2 separate regions of the Mus musculus genome follow, and region 1 is linked to region 2. Evidence: chromatin contacts called from public promoter capture Hi-C data. All regions are on one chromosome and are shown on one strand. Each heading gives the region's core, a stretch centred on a gene start, on an enhancer-like site or on the middle of the called end of the contact. The rest is flanking DNA. Distances are from core to core; before and after follow the strand shown.

Evidence for each region. Promoter capture Hi-C pulls out the DNA fragments that hold promoters and counts their contacts.
Region 1: a contact with region 2 is called in a promoter capture Hi-C map of liver, with 2.7 times the contacts expected there. The contact joins the promoter of Cstf3 here to the promoter of 4930547E08Rik in region 2. A contact is called at or near these places in 3 of 39 promoter capture datasets (hippocampal neurons, liver and pre-B cells) and 3 of 115 datasets of contacts at active chromatin or transcription factors (all in embryonic stem cells).

The regions. Positions count from the first base shown.
Region 1 is chr2:104,587,869-104,592,366 of GRCm38.p6, reverse strand. It overlaps Cstf3 (cleavage stimulation factor, 3' pre-RNA, subunit 3), which reads right to left and starts at 1,883. Exons shown (of 21, transcript NM_145529.3): 1 at 1,665-1,883. The coding sequence starts at 1,691.
Region 2 is chr2:103,808,410-103,812,312 of GRCm38.p6, reverse strand. It overlaps 4930547E08Rik (RIKEN cDNA 4930547E08 gene), which reads left to right and starts at 1,691. Exons shown (of 4, transcript NR_040514.1): 1 at 1,691-1,840.

The DNA.
Region 1 (4,498 bases), core at 634-3,133, 780 kb before region 2:
AGACCTGCCTGAGTTGCACAGTACTCCTAGATTAAAAAAGAAAAAAAAAAGGCTAGATGTGCATGTACCATCTTTACTCCTAGCACTCAGCAAGGCAGAGGTTCAAAGCCAGACTGGTCTATGTAGCAAGTTCCATGCCAGCCAGGCCTACATAGGGGCAACTGTCAAAATAAAAGGGGTTTGGAGAATGGAGGTTTATAAAGTCTCATCACAGTTCTCATAGAAAACATCACACACTGTGTTACTAAGGCTTTTAACTCAGTGGTTGATTGCTTCCCTGCATGCATAAGGCCCGGGGTTCAACCTCTAGCTGGGGTGGAGCAGGATGACCCACAACAAAAACTAAAACCCGCATAGTTCTAAAACAAAAGCATGGCAAATTTTTGTCTTTACAAATTTATATAAAACAGTGAATTTCAGACACATCCAATGAAACCTCAACACCACTCCTTCACTTTCAGAAAATAAAAATGCCAGCCCGGTAAGAGTAGAGTAAAATAAACAGTTTTAGAAAAATAGTTCAAAGACACTGCATTCGTGGGCACCCTGACTTTAGATAAAATGCAAAAGCACTGCCAAGACTTGGAATTAAATTGGTCCTCAAGCGTTTCAGTCACCAAAGTAATTAAGTTCTAATTTGCCTACACTTCATTAACATACAGTCCTATTTTACCTCATCTGTCAACCTCCAATAATTTCTATTTTATTAGCTGGGGATTTGGGAAAAAGAAAAGAAATAAAAATACAAGCGTATTTCATTGCTATAGCAATAAGAAATTTAGGACTTTGTTTTCTTTTAAAACTAAATATACGTGGATCAAGATCAAAACACACACCTTTCAAAAACTCAGTTTTGTTTTTTACAGTAAAAGCCAAACACTAGCCTACAAAATTTAGGATATAAAAGAGCAAAAGAACCAAACATGGAGATGGACGCCTGGAGGCCAAGGAAGCAATCCTGTCAGAAGGTCCTGCCTAGTCAGGGCTACACTGTGAAAACCTATCCAAAACAAACAAACAGCCAAACAGCAAAAGGGTGAGATCTCCTATCTAAAAGTCCCATTTGTAAAATACTTATGTATCATTCATATCTAACCATCCAAACAGATGGTGCCTACAGTGACTAAAGCACATTTCGAGTTTTCAGTTTACCAAATTCTGCAATGTTTGCGTGGTCGTAAAAGCAAAAATAAAGTGTTCCTAAACGAGAGGGGAAGAAAGCGAATCCACAAAATTCCCCCAAAGCTCGGAAGAGCCGTGGCTCTTTTTACCTTCGCTCTCTCGGGGGCCGAATTTTCCAGACTGATTTCGTTATTTCTGGGGACAGAGGACTGGGGGGCAGACGAGGAAAACACTGCCAGCGCAGATACACGTTAGAACAATCTGGGACTACCGGAACACTAAAGTGGTATGAAATACACCGTCCCGACCGAAGAAACTGCAATGGCCAGGGCGAAGCGACGTCTCTGCCATTGTCTAAGTCCCATACTTATTCGTACGAACGCCACAGAGAAGCCCAAACCTGGGAGACTTCGGGGGATGCGCTCCCGATCCCCGGGCTCACTAGCTCTTCAGGGCCCTTGCTCACGCGAACGGGGTGCTCGCACCCACAGGGCTAGAGAGAGAAGAGGTCGCCACGAGGCCCCACCGCTCCCGTTCCTCACCTGCTCCGCGGCTGCGTCTCCTGACATGGCCTCGGGGGACTACAACGTACGCACCAGCCGGCAAAGGGAAGCTAGAAAAGGAAAATTAAACTAAAGGCAAACCCCACCAAAACCAGGAACACTACCCCTGTCCCTCAGAGCCAAAGCCGCCGCCAAATCCGCTGCCGCCGCCGCCGCCGCCGCCGCCCACTCAGATTTGAATTAAAATGGCTGCGCCCCAGCCGGCAGAGGGGGTGTGAGGCGCTTCCGTATTCACTTCCGGGACAGTGGGCGGGGCTGAGGCTTAACTCCCGGATTATTGGAGGTGCACAAGCGCAGAGCGCTCCCAGAGGGCGGGCTCAGTGCGTGAGCTAACGTCACGCCCGGAACTGATGACGCCGCTGTCCAGATTTCCGAGGCCGGCCGGAAAGATCCACCCGATTGGCCTGGGAGCTCCCGCGCTTCTTGGAATTTCACGACTGAGTTGCAGAGCCGAGCTCCTCCCTGCTGAAGCCTGACTGCCAATCCGCTCTGTACAGGCAAACTGACCATTTTAGGGAATAGCGTTGAGAGTTAGTGAATACCTCTCGTGTTTCGGGAATAAGGAGTCTACTAACGCGTTCTGTACGTTTTCTTTTCTTGGGGAGGAGAGGAACACATCAAGTCTGTTTTTTGTTTTTTTGTTTTTTTGTTTTTTTGTTTTTTGTTTTTTTTTTTTTACTTTTGCTGTCACCGTTCACTATTAGACCGGGGATTTTAGTTTAGCGTCTCACCACGATCTCTTATCTGCAAAATTGCGTTGATAGTGGCGAAGGAATGTTGCTTTGCATCCAGACTTCTCACCTACTATAGAGGAGTAGACTGGGCAATTTGCATTATCTGCGTCTCTGTTTCCTTGCCTAAAGATAGGAATAGCAACAGCAGCTAAGATTTAACTTAAAAGGTAAAAGCTCTTATTTGGCTTACGAGTAACCAGGAGGTTATTGAGCGGTGGTGGCACAAGTCTTTAATCACAGTACTCGGGAGACAGAGGCTGGATGGATCTCTGAGGGCAGCCTGGTGTGTAGAGCCCACGGACGAGGGCCATACAATGAGATGCATATATCTTTTTAAGCAAATAGATGCATGAATCAAATGTACATATATTGAGTCACTGCAACATTTGATAATGGAGTCTGAATATTTCAGAAGTCTCCCTCAATGGGGCGTTACTCTTTTAAACTGTTGCTGATGTGACTGACTTAGAAAAATATCCACAATGAGCCAGGATGGTTCAAAGAGTGGAGGTGCTTGCCGTGATGGCCAAAAAACTTGAGTTTGATCCTGGCATCCAATGAGTTGACAGGATAGAACCGACTCCAGGAAGTTATTCCTTGACCTCCACACATGCACTATGGCTTGCAAACTCCTGCACTTACAAACACACAGGCACTCACAAGATAAATATATAAATCTAAAAATAGCCACAAAATTAAGCCAGAAATATAAAATAGCTTATGTGTATATATGTGTGCATGTGTGTGTGCACGCCTATGCGTGCGTGTATTCATCAAAACATTTAAAGAGGTTATTGTTAATGTCACAGATGCAAGGAGAAAGACCACCAACCCAAATCATGATCAAGTTAATTAAAGCAAGACTTTTTTTTTTTTTTTTTTTTTTCATGCACACAGGCTGTCTCTAAGGTCTGGGTCCAAGAGATCAGCCTTGGATGTGGGGAAGATACAGGTGTTTATAGTTCAAGAGTAGAGAGTTGTCAAATGGAAGATTTTGCAGGCAAATAAGAGAGGCTACGAAGCAGAACATAACAAGCTGGTCATAACCTGAAACAAAGTCATGGCTGCCAGGTGATAATAACAAGGTGGTCAAAAGAAGGTGATCATAACAGCAGGTGAGCACAATACACTTCTGAAACAAAGGTGCGGTTGCCAGGTGATCAGAACTAACCCCTGAAACAAAGGTGCGGTTGCCAGGTGATCAGAACTACCCCCTGAAACAAAGGTGCGGTTGCCATTTCCTGGAATAGGCCATATAAAACCATTAGTAGTTAAAATAATAGGTGAGGCATAGCCCAATCCGTGAGAAACAAAGATCCAATCTTAAACAGGAATGGCTTGTCTTTATTATAAGATGGCTTTCAAGTCTAAAATGGAGGCAGGCTGGTTTATGCTATCTCTAGGTTTTATGTTACATGTTGGGGGTGTTGTCTTTTTGTTGTTTCGGTTTTTGATTTTTTTTTTCTTGTTGTTGTTTTGTTTTTGTTTTGAGACAGAGTTCAACCTATGTAGTCCATGCTGGCCTCAAGCTCACTGAGATCTATTTATTTGCCTCTGCTTCATGAGTGCTGGGACTAAAGGCATGTGCCTCCACCACCCATCAGGTTTTGTCTATTTTAATTTTCTTTTTACATTTATTATTTGTTTTTGTGTGTTCAGCCAACCTATGGGAATCTGATCTCTCCTTTCAATGTAAATGCCTCTAGGATGAAACTCAGGTCGTCAGGCTTGATGGCTGTCATCATTACCCACTAAGTCCTTGCTGGTCCTTTGCATTTGTATTTGAGACAAGAGTCTCATGTAGCTTGAACTCCTTATTCTCTTGACTCCACTTGTAGAATAATGGGTCTGGAGGCATACCATTATATCTGTTAGATCACAGATGATCTTGCCAGACTACAAGAACCCACCATTCCGTATATCCTATCTAGTGCCTTAATTAATCCGATAAACTCAGAGACCTCTCCCCTATAAAGTCTACATTAATAATGAATTTCCTTTGGGTTGCTGCTGGATCAAGATCTTTGAGGCTCCTCAATGAAAGTAGTCAGCATTATTAAAAGACCTGATTACCTGAAA
Region 2 (3,903 bases), core at 442-2,941:
AAATTTTCAGGCTATCTGATGGTTGTGGAAACAGTCATTATGTATTATCAATAAGGTATATTTAAAACTACATAGAAATCAATGCATTAAGTATGGGTGCTTATCAATAAACTACATTTAAAACCAAGTTAATAAACACTCAAAACTTGTCAGGCCTGGTGGCACAGCCCTGTAATCCCAGCTACTTATAGGGCTGAGGCAAAATGATCTTAAGTTTCAAGGTCAATCTGAATAATTTAGAGAGCCCTCTTTTTTTTTTTTTTTTTTTTTCCTTTCAAAATCAAAAGGGCTAGAGGTCATGGTTCACTAGTTGAGAACTTGTCTGGCAGGCTTAGAGCCCCAGTACCAGGACTGCCTCAGTACCATAAAATGTAGAGGTGGCTCTGCAGTTAAGAGAGTTTGCTGCTCTTCCAGAGGATCTAGGTTTGATTCCCAAAATCCATATACTAGTTCCCACCACCTACTGTAATTCCAGGTCCAGAGGATCTTCCTCTGGATGCTACAGGCACCAGGCAAGCACACAGAACACAGGCAGTTACACACATAAAAAAACAAAAACACGAAAACCAAAAAGTAAATATTCCCTGTTGGAGAATGGCTCATTAGTCATTAAGGAAGACCTGATGGCTTTTTTTTTTTTTTTTTTTTTTTTTTTTTTTTTTGTGGCGCCACCTAGGCCCTCACCTGAGTCAAGACGGAGCTGCGTATCTCCTTCCCTGCCACTGGCTGTCAGAGACCCAATGAAGTGGATGGTGAACACAGATTTCATACTTTCTGAGAAGTGCATGGTCACAGAAGTAGCTGCCGGTACTCTGGTGAAGAGTGGAAGGGTTGTGTAGTTGGAATCTGTGGTAGGGACAACAAAAAACTTTCCCATGAAGCAAGGCATCTTGGTCCACATCATAGTGTACCTGCTGTTGAGTAAGAGGAGTTCTTGTTAGAGACTAACCAGAACTGGAGAGAGGAAGTGCAAATCTATTCAGGAATGTGTTACAGATGCCAACCTCAGTGTTCTTAATTGGTTTATTGGGGATAAAAGGAGAAATATATTCTCTGAGTGACAGGTGTTACTGTGCCTCAGCAGTTAGGGCCCAGAAGAGCTAGTAGAATCCAAAAACATTTCATTCCCTCTAAAAGGGATGATGTCCTTACCTGGGTGTGGTGGTGCTTGCCTTTAATTCCAGCACCCAGGAGGCAGAGATAGACGAGATGATCTCTGCGTTCAAAACCCGCCTGGTCCATCCTGGTCTACAGAGTTCTAAGACATCCAGGATCACAGAAAAACCATGCCTTGAAGGAAAAAAAAAATGATGTCTGCCAATATGTCCTCAGAAAGCCCTTAAAAAGAAAAGAAGCCCAGAACCAAAGCACCCAAGACTCATCATCTTGTCAATCCACATACTCTGTAACACAAACACCAACTTGTTGTGTAGGGGGCGGGGCCGATGCTAAGGGCCTGGTCTCCAATTGGTTCATTTTTGTTGTTGTTTGTTTGTTTGCTTGTTTGTTTCGAGACAGGGTTTCTCTGTATAGCTCTGGCTGTCCTGGAACTCACTTTGTAAACCAGGCTGGCCTCAGAAATCCTCCTGCCTCTGCCTCCCAAGTTCCAATTGGTTCTTGATCTGTCAGTAAGGAAATCCATGGGCCAATTGCTGGGCGGAAAAGAGAGGTGGGATTTCCGGTCCCAGAAGACAGACCAGTCATAAGGGAGGAGAACAAAGTTCAACAAGCTTTGGAAAGAAGAGAATCGGGCAACCACGTGAGATCTCAAAGTGGAGTGGCTACACAGACCACTCCTACAGGCTGTTGGTCTGGGGAGTTTAGTAATTGTGCCAAGAAGGCAAGTTGAAAAGGAAGTACTGTGTGTGTGTTTTATCTGCGGATTCAAGGGAAGCTGGTACTGGGCTGGTTGTGCGGTCACTTCCCGGAGCTAAAGGCAGGTAGAGCTTAAAAATGACCTACACTCCTATACTTCATCTACAAATTGGGATCCCTAGTATTCTCTCTGGGATTCAATTAATTTGCCAAAAATGGTTCACTGAAAATCAGGTAAACATTTTGAACTCTGATAGAGGATATAGTGAAGGATTCACGTAAACACCCAGACAAAAAGATTATCAAATTAATTCAAAGGATCACACGCTGCCAGAGGAGAGGGACTCAGAGAATCACAAAGGTCTTAGGGTTCTGTGAAAATACAAATATCAAAGACCCAGTATCAGACCTGGGCAGTGGTGGTGCATGCCTTTGATCCCAGCACTTAGCACTTAGGAGTCAAAGGCAGGTAGATCTCTGTGATTTTGAGGCCAGCTTTGTCTATAAAATGAGTTCTGGGACAACCAAAGTTACACAGAGAAACTCTGTCTCAAAAAGCCAAAGTCAGCCAACCAACAAACCAACCAAACAAGCAAAGGACCCAATAGCACTCTGGCCCTGCGGTGGTGGCCCATGCCTTTAATCCCAGCACTTGAGAGGCAGAGGCAGGCGGATTTCTCAGTTCGAGGCCAGCCTGGTCTACAAATGTGAGTTCCAGGACAGCCAGGGCTATACAGTGAAACCCTGTCTCAAAAACAAACAAAAACAAACCAAACAAACAAACAAAAAAAAGAATCTCTCTGGACCCTCGGCAGTTCAACAGGGAGCAGGAAGAAGAGCTAATATGTGTTTACAACCTCACACTCACATAACCCTTTCCTCCTGAGAGCTGGTTGTTAAACTTGCCCTATGGTTGCCTTGGTATATTTCTAGACTTATAGTCTGGGAAAGATAAAACCCTCAAGTTTTGGAAGTTAATAAAATCCTGTCATGTTAGATGTTGATAGCACAAAATGCCCATGGTCAGAGACTAAAAACCAAACAACAACAACAACAACAAAACAAACAAACAAACTCCCCATCCATCCCCAAAACATGGGCTTGTTTCTGCGTGCTGCAAAGGAAAAGGAAAGTGAAGGTTCTAGATCTGTGCGAGGCTGCATATCAACCTCCTTGAATGCAGGTTTCAAAAACTGGGGAGCCTCAAGAGATGGCTCGTCGTTAGTTAAAAGTACTTTGTACTTTTTACTCTTTGTACTTTTTACTCTTGCAGAGAATGAGATTTCAGTTCCCAGTGCCCAAGTCTGGCATCTTGTAACCAACTCTAACTCTAGCTCTGATGTCCTCTTCTGGTCATCATTGGCACACACAGACACACACACACACAGAGACACAGACACACACACAGAGAGAGAGAGAGACAGAGAGAGAGAGAGAGAGAGAGAGAGAGAGAGAGAGAGAGAATAAATCTTTAAAATATTGAAGTCTAGGCCAGTAAGATTGTTCATCAGACAAAGGTACCAAGCCTGGCAACTTGAGTTTGATTCCTGAAGAGGTAATAGAGAAATTATAAAGAAATCCTACAATCTCCACATGTTCATTAGGGGATGTGTATCAATGTGTATATATATATATATATATATATATATATATATATATATATATATATATATATATGCATATTCTCTCTCTCTCTCTCTCTCTCTCTCTCTCTCACACACACACACACACACACACACAGGAACTATGACAGAGAATTCAGGGCAACCCTGGGTACTGACCTTCAACCCCAGCTGGAGTGTAGAACTGGAGTTCAGTGCTTAAAGACACAGTACCAGAAACACCATGTGGAGCAGGAAGCATGCTCCCAGAATTCAGATTGCTGCAGAGTGAACAGGCAATGGTCAGAAACAGGTGTCAGGAAACATGAGCATGGGCCTTTGGGTTTGACTTTTCTGCTGCAAAGCTGGAGAAGCCAAGTAGGTCTGATGCCAAGAGAAAGCTTTGAACTTTAGTTTTTTATTCTGATGAGGTAGGGGAAGCTTAATTTTTAAAAAAGAGAAGAGGGGAGGGAGAAATGGGGAAAGA